Regions from separate parts of the Sus scrofa genome. Here regions 2, 3, 4 and 5 are each linked to region 1. A link is a contact called in public Hi-C and HiChIP or PLAC-seq data. All regions are on one chromosome and are shown on one strand. The core of a region is the stretch at or near the end of the contact, and the rest is flanking DNA. Distances in the headings are between cores, read along the strand shown.

The links. A called contact is a pair of places that touch in the nucleus more often than the background predicts. HiChIP or PLAC-seq counts read pairs in DNA pulled down with a chosen protein or histone mark.
Region 2: a contact with region 1 is called in a Hi-C map of mesenteric adipose tissue, with 1.8 times the contacts expected there. The contact joins the promoter of SPRED2 here to the promoter of MEIS1 in region 1. A contact is called at or near these places in 3 of 47 Hi-C or Micro-C datasets (heart right ventricle, mesenteric adipose tissue and skeletal muscle).
Region 3: an H3K27ac HiChIP or PLAC-seq map of skeletal muscle shows a contact between it and region 1, with 5 times the contacts expected there. The contact joins the promoter of ETAA1 here to the promoter of MEIS1 in region 1. A contact is called at or near these places in 4 of 47 Hi-C or Micro-C datasets (embryonic fibroblasts, fibroblasts, heart right ventricle and 1 more) and 1 of 2 datasets of contacts at active chromatin or transcription factors (skeletal muscle).
Region 4: a contact with region 1 is called in a Hi-C map of omental adipose tissue, with 1.6 times the contacts expected there. The contact joins the enhancer-like site here to the promoter of MEIS1 in region 1. A contact is called at or near these places in 5 of 47 Hi-C or Micro-C datasets (alveolar macrophages, embryonic fibroblasts, epiblast stem cells and 2 more).
Region 5: a contact with region 1 is called in an H3K27ac HiChIP or PLAC-seq map of skeletal muscle, with 7 times the contacts expected there. The contact joins the enhancer-like site here to the promoter of MEIS1 in region 1. A contact is called at or near these places in 6 of 47 Hi-C or Micro-C datasets (embryonic fibroblasts, fetal skeletal muscle, mesenteric adipose tissue and 3 more) and 1 of 2 datasets of contacts at active chromatin or transcription factors (skeletal muscle).

What each region holds. Positions count from the first base shown.
Region 1 is chr3:75,624,466-75,627,295 of Sscrofa11.1, forward strand. It overlaps MEIS1 (homeobox protein Meis1), which reads right to left and starts at 1,390. Exons shown (of 12, transcript XM_013996097.2): 1 at 1,260-1,390. LOC106509799 (a long non-coding RNA gene) reads left to right here and starts at 1,954. Exons shown (of 5, transcript XR_002342631.1): 1 at 1,954-2,830.
Region 2 is chr3:76,526,279-76,529,108 of Sscrofa11.1, forward strand. It overlaps SPRED2 (sprouty-related, EVH1 domain-containing protein 2), which reads left to right and starts at 1,368. Exons shown (of 7, transcript XM_021087442.1): 1 at 1,368-2,047. The coding sequence starts at 2,022.
Region 3 is chr3:74,735,383-74,738,212 of Sscrofa11.1, forward strand. It overlaps ETAA1 (ewing's tumor-associated antigen 1), which reads right to left and starts at 1,401. Exons shown (of 6, transcript XM_021087430.1): 1 at 961-1,401. The coding sequence starts at 1,261.
Region 4 is chr3:74,796,072-74,798,901 of Sscrofa11.1, forward strand. No RefSeq gene overlaps it. Among named protein-coding and RNA genes, the nearest start is that of ETAA1, 61 kb to the left of the region's middle. Within about 2 kb of position 1,345, at least 9 of the 83 cell types and tissues checked have an H3K27ac peak or open chromatin away from gene starts, as enhancers often do. A contact at or near this core is called in omental adipose tissue, where this site is marked.
Region 5 is chr3:76,346,545-76,349,374 of Sscrofa11.1, forward strand. No RefSeq gene overlaps it. Among named protein-coding and RNA genes, the nearest start is that of SPRED2, 180 kb to the right of the region's middle. Within about 2 kb of position 1,382, at least 2 of the 83 cell types and tissues checked have an H3K27ac peak or open chromatin away from gene starts, as enhancers often do. A contact at or near this core is called in skeletal muscle, where this site is marked.

The sequences.
Region 1 (2,830 bases), core at 140-2,639:
TCCCAGATCTTCGGTCTACGGGACCTGAAGCAAAGCGCCGGACTCACTGAGCATAAAAGCGCTCCGTTTCCAAGACAGCAGCGGGGGCAAAAAAAAAAAAAAAAAAAAAAAAAAAAGAAAAAAAAAGAAAAAGAAAAAAGGAAAAAAAAAAAAGAAATGCAGATCTTCTCTCCCCCAAAAATCAGTTAAAAAAAAAAAAAAAAAAAAAAGAGCGCCCCTCAGACCCAACTACCAAATCTCATGGCTTTCTGCCACTCCGGCTGTCAATCACAGGCGAGGTTGTCAACGTGGTGAATGAATGATCATCCGCTCTCTCTTCTTCTGGTCAGAACACCTCAAATGTTAATATTCAAATGCACAAAGCCCTAGCGCTCGCTTCCCTTGAATCACTCCTAATTCCTAATCAGTTTCTCTCTTCTCTCGCTTGCTCTTTCTCTTTCTCTCTCTCTCTCCCTCTTTGCAACTGCTGCACTGGAGGGAGATTAGAGGAGGAGGGTTAAAAAAAAAAATGTCTGTCTGAGTTTGTCTTAAAGGAGCCACGATCGATGCTGCCCGCTTGCAGTCCCCGTGCGTGTGTAAAGTGTGTGTTGCACAGGCGGAGAGGTGGATTCCGACCAGAATGCTAGAACCCGGAAGTAGTGGTGGCCATAACAGGTCGCGTCTTACACAATGCATTGGGCTGCAGCAAGTAGGCTCCTAGGCAGGGGTGGGTGCGCGAAGCGAGCTCTGGCCGCACTGGAGAGGCAGAGAGGCGCTCCATTAAATCGCACGCCCAGGCACAAACACCCACACACCCAGGGCACACGCGCACAAGCGCGGGCAGTAGCCCCCGGCTGCCGGCTTTATTTTCCGTATTCTTTTTTCTCCCTCCCCCTACAGACTCTCTCCCCAAAGCTGACGCTCTTGAAATAAATTGGGAATAAACGCGGGGCAAGCAGTAGCGGGAGTTATTTTGCACAGGACTCCGCACATAGACTTCCTGACTTTCTTCGAAATTATTGGGGTCTGCCAGTGTTTTGCGGGGCAGAGGAGGGCTGATGCAGAGAGTAGTGGATTCTTAGAACCAAACGCCCCAAGTAGAAAAGTCAAACCGGGAGCGAGGATGAGGAGGAGCAGGAGCAAGACTGGGCTCTGCTAAGGAGTCCCGAGAACGTGGGGTGGAGATGACTGGGGCTTTCTGCAGATCCAGCTTCTAGTTGTTCTTGTTGTTGTTTTGCGGTCGGAGGTGGACACTCGGCCCAAAGAAAGGAAATACTTGCATTTTCTCACTTTGGGGATCTGGACGCCCCCATCTCCTGGTCCCGGAGGCCCGCAGCCTCAGCCCCGGCGTTCTGCGCGAAGTGAGAGAGGAAGGGAGGGAACAATGAACCGAGAGCCGGGAATGTGCCCCCAGCGCCTGTTTACAAACACGAAGCTATTTATGATCGCCAGAAAGCGAAACCCGAAGCGGGCTCGGAGCAGCCCAGACCTCGCGGGTGGAGCCGAGGCCAGGGAGACGAGGAGGGAGGCTTTTTCTCCGACTTGCTCTGGGAGAGGCGGCCGTGCGCCCAGGGCGCGGCGCGGCTGGGCTGGCGCGCTCGGCTGGGGCTACGGCCGCGCCGCCTTTGTCTTCGAGGAGCCGAGGGGCTCCGGCCTCGGCCTTGCTCTTGCCCCGGCGACGCCCCGCGCTCTCCTCCCCAGCTCTTCTCCCGCCCGACTCTCCTTTCCAATCCCCCAGACAAGGCTCAGGGAGAACTCCCAGTGCCAAAGAAAAAGAAATTCACTCCGGGGATTGAGATTTCAGACAAAAAGCTGCCCCCTACGCACAACTCAGAGGCTCCAACCAGCCACTAATTTTAACTTTCTTCCTTTAAACACCTATTCTCTGGCTTAAACAAACAAAAAAATTTCCTTTCCTTTATTCTCCCACCCTAAGGCTGCCCTTTATTATTATATTTAGTGGTGCTATTTTCGTTTTTATTTTCCTGCCCTCAGAGCCCTGGTCTGCCGAGAAGGTTCAGTCGCAGCAGCTCGACCAGCGGGCTGGAAACCTCACATCCCCGAGCAGGGCTCGCAGCTCGCTCAGCTTGGAACAGGATTTTTTTTTTTTCCCCCTCCCTCCAGCTGAAACCTCGCAGAAAACTCCCCCTGCGGTCGACTGGAAAATGAGCTCACCCAAATCTCGGTAGGCAGCCGGGGAGGAGGGCTCGGCCAATCAGGAGGCGCTCCCGCCAAGGCGGCCGCGCATTGGCTGCGGGGAAAATCAATTATCAAATAATCGATCAGCAGGGAGCTTCGATCTGCCGGGAATGCAAACTGCCAGTCCTGATTCCCGCCCTGATGGTGGCCAAAAGGCTGACTCCCCCAAAGTAGAGGGCCCCTCACTCCCGGCACCCCTACCCTCATTACACTCCACCAGTTGCCGACCCACCTTCACCCCAAAGGTGGGGGGTAGGGAGGGGGGTTAGGTAAGGGGAAGAGTTTTGAGAAAGATTGGGTGCTCCTATCCGCGAAGGTTGTTTAGAAAAGAATAGGAGCCCTAAAATGTACTGAAGTCAACTCTTAATGCGCAAACCAAAAGATAATTTGCATCGGTCCGACAAATAGGGCTTAAGGTTCTGTTAAGTGAGCTTTTGAGAAACTGGGGACACAGAGCGAGCATCAGAACTTAGATCTGGAATCAGGTTCCACCAAGCGCACGTACTTCCTTAAGTGACAAGTATTGCTTCTTTTAATACTTCGCGGGAGTCAACGCCCACCTCCCCCTAATAGTGGGGTTTTCAAAAAGCCCAGTATCTGAGCCTTGCCAGCCTTCAGCCCCGACACTGTACTCGTCTCATGTGTGCCCAAA
Region 2 (2,830 bases), core at 118-2,617, 900 kb after region 1:
ATGTGGAGCTCCCTGTTCAAACACTATAAAGAATTTTAAGACTGCAACAGCAGAGCATCAAGCCAAGCAAAGATTCTGTGTGCAATTGTAAAGGTGGTCTGCCCATTGCCTAGACAGTGCTGTTTTAGAAAGCGGGAACCCACCCAGGCTCATGGTCCCAGGCCAAGGCAGGAAAATAATTTAAAGACAAAGGGGAGTGCATGGAGGGGAGACTCGAGGAGGTCTCCATCTTCCCATCTCACTGTGCCAAAGCCCATGTGGATGGTAACCTCTGGCCCAGGATCGGCGGCCTTCAAGGGCCTGGGTCAAGGACCATCCTCCACCAGCTTGAGAGAGATTTACTGAACAACTAAAAAACCATATTTGGATTTACTTTTTTTTTTTTTCCTTTTTTGTCTTTTTTTAGGGCCGCACCAGCGGCATATGGAGGTTCCCAAGCTAGGGATCTAATCAGAGCTGCTGCCGCGGCCTAAGCCAGAGCCACAGCAACGCGGGATCAGAGCCGCGTCTGCGACCTACACCACAGCTCACGGCAACGCCTGATCCTTAACCCACTAGAGCAAGGCCAGGGATCGAACCACAACCTCATGGTTCCTAGTCGGATTCGTTTCCGCTGGGCCACGATGGGAACTCCTGGGTTTACCTTTTTTTTTTTTATCGTGCTCGGGGCATATGGAAATTCGTGGACCAGGGATCCATCCCGCATCACAGCAGTGACCTGAGCAGCTACAGTAGCAATGCAGGATCCTTAACCCGCTGAGCCACAAGGGAACTCCTGGGTTTACGTTTTAACCTGGGAAAATCCATCATTTCTACTGGAATGCAAGTTTCTGGGCTTGTTGGATTTACCTTTTTTTATAAAATGCACAAAATAATGTTTCCTTTAGAATGCCCGTTCCCCTACCAAGAAAAAAAAATCACAAGATTTCATGTGTAACTGAAAAGCCTCTGCCATACAGAATCTTGGCAGAGGCACCTGTACCGCCTCCACCCTCCGGCCCCACGGTGGCGGGTAATTGGTCTTCTGAGCCGGAGCACCCCACCAGTCCCCTCCAGAGCTCTACGTCTACCCCCCTCCTCTCCTCACCCTCTGAATTTTAATCCAGGCGTTTGGAAGGAGGGAGGGAGCCAAACGGGAGCCAGATGTGTGCGAGTCCCCGGCTGCCGCCTCCTCCCTCCTCTCGGGCATTTTAAAACCCGGAGCCTAACTAAGGAGGATCCGGAGTCAGACGCGGCGCAAACAACTCCGCTCCCGGGCTCCTCCGGGAGTGGAAGCCAGGAGGGAGGGGGAAAGGAAGCCGAGCATGCTCAATAGGCGAGACAAAGTTTTTTTTTTTCTCCTTTTTTTTTTTTTTTTTTTTTTTTTTTTTTTTCGGTCGCAAGTAGGAAGCTTTTTGCACTCCACCACCTCTGGCGGCTGGGAAGACGTCATCGCTTCCGCCCTACTTCCTCCTCCTGTTGGCGGCGGTGAGAATCCAATATGGAGTAAATCGGTGGAGTCGAGAGATGGGGCTCGGACGGGGCGCCCTGCACCGCCTCCCAGGCGCACCTCCCCCGGCCTCCGACCGCTCCCCGGAACCGTGATTGGCCCAGCCCCCCGGGGGCGACCCAAGGCTGAGCCCCCACCGGCTGCTGGCCCTCTCCCGCTCTCCGCAGTCCCCGCCGCTCCACGGAGAGCTTGTTTTTCTCCTCCTCTCCCCCACCGCCGTCCCCTGCCCAAATCATTCCCCTCTGCCCGCTTCCGAACCCCGAGCCCCCGCCCGCCTCGACCCTCGGCGCTGCGGCGCTCGCTCCCCCCGACCCAAGCTTGCCTGTGCACCCCTTCCTCCAGACCTCACCCCGCGCTCCGGTCACCCAGCTTCCCCTTCTGCCTTCTGCGGCGCCCCCTTCATCTTTAGCACCCCCCCCGCCCCCACCAAATCAGGCGATCTCCGGAGATGTGAAGAAGGGGGGTGAGCGGACAGGAAGATGAAGGGAGCAAAGCTGCTCGCCGCGGGACAGGCGTCTAGGTGAACAGGAAAATGACCGAAGAAACACACCCGGACGAGTAAGTTTGGCCGCGGGGTGGAACGAGGGTGTCCCGCGGGGGCAGCGTGGAGTCCGGGGCTGAGGACGCGGGCGGGGACGCTGGTTGGGTGAACTTGGCGTGGGGTGCAGCGAATAGCTGGTCTGTGGGTTTAGGATGCGAGATTTGACCCCTTGTTGTTGAAGTGAGGAGGGGGCAAAAGCTGCTGCGGGCCGTTGGGGGCGCGCCTTGAGTCGGCGGGCTGGTGGCCGCTGCGGGGGCCAAGGGCGCGCGGGTGACCTCGGGGCTGTCCCCGCTCCCTCTCCGGGGACTCACAAACACCCCTCCCCCCGAGATCCTCGGCGGCGGGAGCGGAAGACCTGACACCCCCGCTCCGGCTCCCCGGCGTCGGTGGGTTTTAACACAGTGACTTTGTGACTCTCCCGCCCCGCTGCTCGCCCGACGCTCCTTTTGGGAGCCCTCTGGGGCCCAGGCTCCGCCATTTCGTTTTCTTGAATCGCTCTCATTTGCATACCACATTTTCATTCATAAAAAAACACGGCGGAGCGGAGAGAGGACTGGGCGCGGGCTGCGCGGGGGTCTGCGTGCGCCTGTGTCCCCGCGAGGGCCGGCGTGCAGGAGCTGCCCAGGGGTCTCGCAGCGCTTGTGAGTGAATTTGCACGCGCTGCCGGGCCCGGGACTGGCGCCCCCCGCGGGGTCTCTGCTGCTCCTGGGGGAGGATCCGAGGGTGTGCGGCGGGAGCGTGCGGGGCAGCGGGCGGGCGTGTGTATGTGTGTGTATATATGTGTGTGTGCGCGTGCACAA
Region 3 (2,830 bases), core at 151-2,650, 890 kb before region 1:
TTCTCCCAGAAATATTACCCTAACCACAATTGATATTATTTGTTTCACATAAAAATCCCTGTAATTCACAAATTTAACTGTAAATAGCAAATATTTTAAGATAATCTAGTAGCTCTATACATGGACAATACTGGATAACCTGTATTACCACTGGAACTTGGAGGCTAGGGGAACTACCTGCAACTTACAGATACAACTCAAAAATCAAAAGCATTCCAACAGACACTTTAGTGAAAGTATATGTGTAGCCTCCTTTCACCAACTCTATCTAACTTACACTGATTATGTCAAAAAGCTTTGGTGATCCATTTCTTGGGAAGTTTTGTCTAGTATCACTTTTTTTTGTTTACTCTGCAATTACTTTGTCAAAGTAAACTAAAAACAAAAAGGTAACAGAGGCTGTGCTTTAAGACCACGCTCTAGAAAAGAGCTTTTATATGAGTTTCAGTTCTTCCCAGGATTAGAAATCTTTAAAAAATGTAACACCAAAAATGGTTCACAATGAAATATTCAGGGGCCCTTAGTTTCCTACTTTGAGGGACCTTATACAAAGGAACTTCCGGTTTATTCCTAACGATGTGATACATCACCAAGGCTTTGAGGATACAGACAGCTATAGCTTTCCTAAGGCCCCTTCTGTAAATCAAGTCAGGGCAAAATGTTTAGAGGGAAATAATTTCTCTAGGAATACGCTGAAGGCAACAGGTATTATTTCCCCTCTCTCAGCCACTGCTGATGCCTGAAGGAGCAGCCTAGCAATTAGCCTTCCTCCCTCCAACAGGTAAACCCCCACGATCTATTCCTGTGGCAGGGGCAACACGTGGGCTGTACAACCTAACCAGGCAGTGCTCAAACTGGGGGACCAAAGCCGTGGGGGAGTGGTGTTGGGTTAATTTGGGACTCACGCGGGAGAAACCCAGAGAAAGAAAACACGAGGTCAGACTCCACCCCCACCCCTACCCGGCGTTTCCCTGTTAGGAACGGGGTTGTGAAGCTGAGTCGCAGAGGCACTGAGAGGCCGCGCTGCCCACGTCTCACCCTCGGGGTTACTTTTACTGCACGAAGCGGCTGCTGGAGGTTGCTCTTGCTGCGGCAGAGGCCGGGTAGGCCTCTCTCTAGCCCCGCGGGGCCCCGAGCCGTGGGCCGACCTCAGCCGCCTCTTCCCCGGCTCGACCACCGAGCTGCATTCCTCAGTTGCCGTCGCTTTGCGCGGCGTGTTCTTCAGGCCAGGACTGTCCCCATGTTTTCTTCGCCGACTCATTGCCTAGGACCCCCTCTGCTAGCCGCGTCTCCTTTCACATTTTACAATGGGAGGAGTAAGGCAATGGAACTACAAGCGGGACTCTGCGCCAATGGCCGCCGCCATTTTGGCTGTTGAGACGCTCGCAAGGGGCGGGCGCTGATTGGCTGCGTCCGGCGAGGGGCGGGGCGTCCAGGGTGCCGAAGGCGCGATGCAGAAGGCGCGCTTCCGCAGCCCACCTCCGAGCCGGCTCTGCTCTGCCCCGACCGGTCTGGGTAGGAAGTAGTTGTTAAGAGGTAGTGCTTTGGCTCTGTGGGGCTGAGAGGGGGAGCATGTGAGGTGGAAAGAAGTTTGAATCCACTGGTATCTTTTTATTGAATTTACAGTTGGAATTACACATTACTCGGATTTATGTTATTGTGAGTTGTAGTTTTTTCAAGAAGAGGAAATGAAAGGTATAGTTTAGGAAGGAAGGCATAAAACTGGCAGATGATATGTGCATAGAAAAATCAAAAATGGAAGTTATTAAATTAATAAACAGAGTTGCTGATACAAAGTCATATTCAAAGATCAATTGTATTTCAATAGATTAGTAGCAAATATAACACTGACGTTTTGAAGAAATGATTTGTAATAGCATACAAGAGATCAATTAACTATGAATAAATTTAACTAGATTGCAATATCCATGCAGAGAGAATTATGAAATATTTTCAAAGGAATTGAAAACCTAAATAAATGGAGAATTATACTGTGTTCATAGGTTGCAGGTTTCAATATTGTTAGGATGTCAGTTCTTCACAAAATGATCTATAGATTCAAAGCAAATCCAAAGTCATAGTAGAGATGTGTGTGTGTGTTATTTTAAAATGGACATGGAAATGGGAAGGGCTGAAAATGACCAAGAAACTCTTAAAGATCTCCTGAAGAGCACTGAAGATGGGTTTCTACCAGATGGTTAAGACAGTGTGGTAATGGTGAAAGGATAGGTAAAAGAAGCAGAATAAATAGCTTAGAAACAGACAACGACATAAATGTACAGTTGATTTAGGACAAAGATGACCTTTCTGAACAGTGGGCAAAGGACTTTTTTTTTTTTTTTTGTCTTTTTGCCTTTTCTAGGGTCGCTCCTGTGGCATATGGAGGTTCTCAGGCTGGGGGTCCAATCAGAGCTGCCGGCCTACGCCAGAGCCACAGCAACGCGGAATCCGCGCTGCGTCTGCAACCTACACCACAGCTCACGGCAACGCAGGATTCCCAACCCACTGAGAAAGGCCAGTGATCAAACCTTCAACCTCATGGTTCCTAGTCAGATTCGTTAACCACTGTGCCACAACGGGAGCTCCATGAGCAGTGGGCAAAGGACTTTTTGATAATAAATTGTGCTTAGTCAATTTGATATACACGTGGAAAAAGAAGTTTAATCTCTGCCTGAAAACATATCCTTAAATTGAGTGCAAATTGATTGTATATTGAATTGTAAAAGATAAAATAACATTTTATAAGGTGATATCAATTGTTTTATTACAGAGAATGAGTTTTAAATGGAACAAAAAAGTCACCAACTATAAAGAAAATAATTACGAACTT
Region 4 (2,830 bases), core at 95-2,594, 830 kb before region 1:
AGCAATAAAATAGCTAAAGATATGAATATGCTTTAGACTTTTTAACTCCGTTCGTAATACAAGTGACGAGTGCTGTATGTAGGTAGTGCTATCAGCATCTTATAACCAGAATTTGCTATCGGCCAAGGAGAAAAGTTCAGAATCTTAGGTTTTGCCTTCTTCATTCCTTTATATCCAGGTTGCTTAGCTCAGACACTGATAGTAGTTATAATATTTTTATCTGTTTCTTTGAAGACTGTTTTCCATCTGGATTCTGTTGGGCAGCATATTGAATAAGCAGATCTCTAATGAGTTTAAAGTCAGCTAGTTAGTTCCTGGATGTGTAGCAGGCCCCTTGTTAATCTGGTTATGTATAGCAGGTTCCTCACTCTCCCTGTTTGTACCCTCCACCCTGCCTACACTAAGGTTTTTAATTGTATTGCGGAACATTCCACCTCTTCGCAGCAGAGAAATCATGATCGTTATTTCCTAAAAGCAACTGTGGCAACAGTAATTCGAAGCATAGTGTAATAGAGAAAGCAAACAGGCTGGAATAGTTACTCTCCTGTTCCCTACAGGACCATCTGTTTTCCCAACAACAACAAAAAAAATCTAGTGCTTCCTTGAGTTATTTTTTAAAGGGCTTAAGCAATCATTCAGGTAATCAGACTTCATTGCTGTGAAATTTCATCAAAGTGTACTCAATCCTTGAACTCATATCTGGGTCCATTTTGCCAATCAGATAAAACTTCCCAGGCTTTTTCCTAGAGGCATGAGGGTTAACTTGATCTTATTGCATTGCAAAAGATTTTGTGCTACAAACCATTTTTCATAAAAGCTATTTGTTGTGTTAGGAGAACTCCACAGACAGGCTCCTTGTTAGACTGGATTAGGGGGTGGTGGGAAGGCTTGTTCTGCTTTGTCACTTTGGATGAAATGAAAGTTCTTAGAAATGTTTACAAGTTAGCCACAGACCAAATGAAGAGGCCAAAAAAAAAAAAAAATTATACAAGAGAAATTATCATTATCGTCTCAGTGAGTAAAAATGTTATTTCTCATGAACAGACAAACAATTGCTTAAAAAAAGAAAAAGCCCAAGAAAATCCCTGAGTTTGAAAATCCCTGAGTTTGAAGCACTAAATTCATTTGTCTTAAGCTTATAGTTTGCTTTTTAATTTTTACTTCTTTTTTTTTTTTTTTTTTTTTTTTTTTGGCCTACAGGGTAAAGCCAACTGACTTCTTTCTTTTTCCCTTTGTAGAGGTCAGCCACCCAACACACAGGCCCACTCAGGTCCACTCAGGTCCACACCAGTGCAAACAGCCTTTGCATCAAAAAAGCACTAGGTGGTGCCCATTTTCTTTGCCGGTGAAAGAGCTGAATTTCCCCAAGGGAGACACTTCAGGGAAGTTCATCAGCCCCCAGCCCTGTCGAGTGCAGTCTCCTCCTCTAACAGATGACCAGGAGCATGGTGTCACACTCTGTCATTTTCTTAAAGCATCCTGGGGCTTGCCTGTTTTAGGCCAGAACTTTGGTTTAGGGAGGCAGTGTTTTTAAATGTGAACGTAGAAGTGGAGGGCTGGTGGTGGCAAAAAAGCTTTGAATATTCCCTTTGAAAATGAAAGATAAGAGGAATAAAGGCTATAACCCTGCCATCTGTATCTCTCAAAAGTCATGCTCTAATATCTTTGCCAAAGCCTTCCTCCCGTCAGATCATCTGGACCGTGCAGTCTACATGCTAGTTTAATTTTTTTCCCATTTTTTTACCCCGTCATCAAGCTATAAAAATAATAAAAAGAAATAACATTCCTCTTCAATTTCAATTTGCATCCCTATGCACATAATTCTTGGTCAGATGAAATCTGGTTGAACTGGAAATTTTGCATGCCCGTGTTCACCCCCATACCTATCATTTGAAGAGGTGGCTTTATACCACTGGGTTTATTCCTTAGGAAAAAAAAAATCTTATTAGGCACGCTTAACAGATTGTTGCTTTGGGTGCAAGGAACACAAATAACTGGCTAAGAAGATGTTTTCTGCAGGATGATTTTATCCAGGTGATACGGTCATCAGATTTGTTTTAGAATTTAAAAGAATTTTAAAAGTTTTTGTTCTTGTAAAGAGCTGCCAGCAGCTATGGGGTGTGATCAGACTCTTGCCACAAAATGAAAAGAAGAGGAGAAATCCATCGATTTTTTTTTCTAGTTGAAATAAGTAAAATGATTATTTACGACCAATTCTCTGAAAGTTGGCCGAAAGGCATTAGTTTGTTCAAATATGTTTATTTAGTTTTAAAGGACAAGAAAATAGTTCATGAATGTCAAAAAGGAGATGCTTGTAGGAAAACCAGAATCCTGTTTCCTAGTTGGTGACTCATACTCCAAAATAAAGGGAAAATAAAGACAGTGAATAGTTTGAAAAAGTTAAACTAAGAAAAAAGCTTTATTATGAAACTACAAGAATTATTTCTGTGCTCTAGCTGCCCAGTCATATGTCATGACATGTGGCGGGTTGACTGCTCATTAATTCTATTTATATCAGTATGATAATCCACCCCACTGAGTACACATGTGTTAAAATATTCATAAATTATGTTTATTGCGAACAAATATACATTAAATGCCAAAAGAAGACCATTATTTAAAGACAAAACTAGTCAACAATCAAACAAGCATAGCTTTTTAACTGTCAGTCCAGTATATTATGTTTTATCAAATTCACATTAATTGCTTCTCCTTCCAGTATCTCACAGAGAATGTTTATCTTTTGTTTTAAAACTGTACAAATGAAATAGATTTCACTAAAGGGATAGATTTGGAAAACAAAAGCTGTTATGTTATCTCAGGCCAATAA
Region 5 (2,830 bases), core at 132-2,631, 720 kb after region 1:
TGCAGTGGGAGTCCATCTGGTGCTGGCTTCATTAGAAAGCAATAAAAAATAATAATAAAGCTGAGTTTTGTGAAGAATTAAATAACAAACTATTAAAGTGATCTAAATAGCCAGTAAGAAGAAGGTTAAACAAACTATAGCAGTCCTAGGTGATAGAATACCATGTGTCCATTAAGAATGACTTCAAGGAAGTCTGTTGAGATGGAAAAATACTTGACACAGGCAAAAGTTAAAACACTGATAACATTCAGTTTTAGTAAAAAACTAGAGAAGTGGACATGTAGTGCTGGCCACAACCCTGGGGTCACACCATCACTGGACCTAGGTCTTGAAGCTAAGTTGGCTTGCCTAAAAGTTGAAGTAGAAAGAGGTACCTGGAGTTCCCATTGTAGCGCAGCAGAAATGAATCTGACTAGTATCCAGGAGGGTAGGGGCTCGATCCCTGGCCTTGCTCATTGGGCCAGGGATCCAGTGTTGTTGCGAGCTGCGATGTAGGTGGAAGATATGGTTCAGATCCCCTGTTGCCTTGGCTGTGGTGTAGGCCAGCAGCTGCAACTCCAATTTGACCCCTAGCCTGGGAACTTCCGTATGCCACGAGTGCATAAAAAGAAAAGAGAAAAAAAAAAAAAAAAAAAAAAAGAGGTACCTGAGTTTAGTCATCAATGTCTAGAGTACTAATCAGTAGTACTCACTGGGCTGGCAGCACCCACCTTAGGGGCAAAATTCACAGCAGCTCTTAAAGCCAGGCCCCCAAGCACAAGCCCCTAAAGGCAGGACCACGCAGGGGCTTCTTGTGGGCTCCATTTTGCTATTCACGGACATTTCCACTGGGAGCTTACGTGTAACCAGACAGTGGATATCGGTTATAATCTCTTCCAAAAAAAAAACCTGTTTGGTGTATAGGTCCTCAACTGCTTGGAGGAAAAAATCATTTTATCCTGGATTTGGGACAACTTTTGATAAGACATCTTAAAGAGGATATAAAAGTCCCCATAGCCGGTAGTGCCTGATACATGGTTAAGTGCCAGTGAATATCAATTACATGAATGAGGTGAAGTAACCAGGACAGTCTGTGCCATGTTCTAAACTTGACCTCTGTGGAATTCAGGGGAGGTTGTAAACTTACACTTGGTATGATTTAGAGACTCCAGAATGGCCCAGTAAAATATTATCTTTCCCTAAAATTCACAGCTACCTAAAAGTGTCTCACATTCTGGCACACATTTATTGAATTTAGATCTTAGATGAGGCATTTCTTTTCCTCCAAAAAGTATCTTTCAGAATGGAGGGTCATAAATTAAGTAACTTATCCAAAATCACATAGCAAATAAATGTCAGTACCTGTGTTTGAACTCTGCTCTATCTGAAACCAAAGATCAGGTGAGTTACATAAATAGACTTATGTAAGTAATAGCTGCATTCCTGCTTCACTTAAACTGATGGCACAAACTGTACAACTTATCTGTTACTCATTACTATGGGGTCTTGTCCTGTGTCATTTTATTATTTGAGACATTGCATGTATCCCTGACTACATATGCCACCTAGATTTGAAGTTCTTGAAGTGGTAAGCAGCCTTTTTCTGTCCTTTTCCCATCCCTACAGACACTCTCTGGTACCCCGGTACCTAACATATGCTTTATACAAAATAGGCTACTAAATCAGTGCTTATAGAAGAAATAGGAGTTCCCGTTGTGGCTCAGCAGGTTAAGAACCCAACTAGTCATCCATGAGGATGAGGGTTCAATCCTTGGCCCTGCTCAGTGGGTGCCAAAAGCTGTGGTGTACGTCGTAGACGTGGCTCAGATCTGGTGTTGCTATGGCTGTGGTGTAGGATGGCAGCTGCAGCTCTGATTTGACCCCTAGCCTGGGAACCTCCATATGCCATGGGTGCAGCCCTAAAAAAAAAAAAAGAGAGAGAGAGAGAGAGAGAGAGATAAAGAAATAGAATAAATAGTGCAAATAAAGATTTCTGTGATAAGCTTAAGAATCAGACCAAGACCTATTTATCACTGAATAAATAAATTCATCTTTGGGCAATAATTAGATGGGGGTAAATCATTTCAAATCTTTAAAAATCATACAGAAATTGGAAGACAACAGAAAAAAAATGCTGCAATGTAACAAAGGGTTAAAATCTGTATTATGTAAAGAGCTCATACAAATTAATAAAAAATATGCCCAGATCCCATTAGGTAAATAAACCAAAGGGCATGGTAGAAAATTCAGAGCAGAGGTATTACAACTCATTTATAAATGTAAGGAATTGTATACCCTTTCCAGCAATCAAATAAATGCAAATGAAATCTATAAGATGTTATTTTTGCATGTCAAATTTACTTTTTTTAATAGTAATACCCAATGTTCATAAGCATGAGATAAAACATGCCAGTGGCAATAGGTACTAAGATTGTTATAAATTAACATGTGACATTTGGCTCCATAATTATGCTTCCATAAAACAATGCTAAGGAAATAATTCCACATACAGAGAAAAGAGCATAGCTGGTGACCAGGAGCACAGACTTTGTAAGTCAGATGCACCTGGATTCAAATAATGGGTCTACCCTTTCTCATTTGGGTGACTTTTATACTAGCTTCTGTGAGTCTTAGTTTTCTCACCTGTAAAATGAGTATAATGACAGTATCCAATCATAGAGTGGTTGTAAGGATTAAATGAAAGAATGTAAAATGCTTAGCACAAAATCAAGCACATAGAAAGGGCCCCATTAATACAACTTATTATTATTATTATTATTATTATTATCAGAACAAGCCAAAAAAAGCTTTATGCACAGTCATATTCATCATAATTTATAATGAAAAGTGA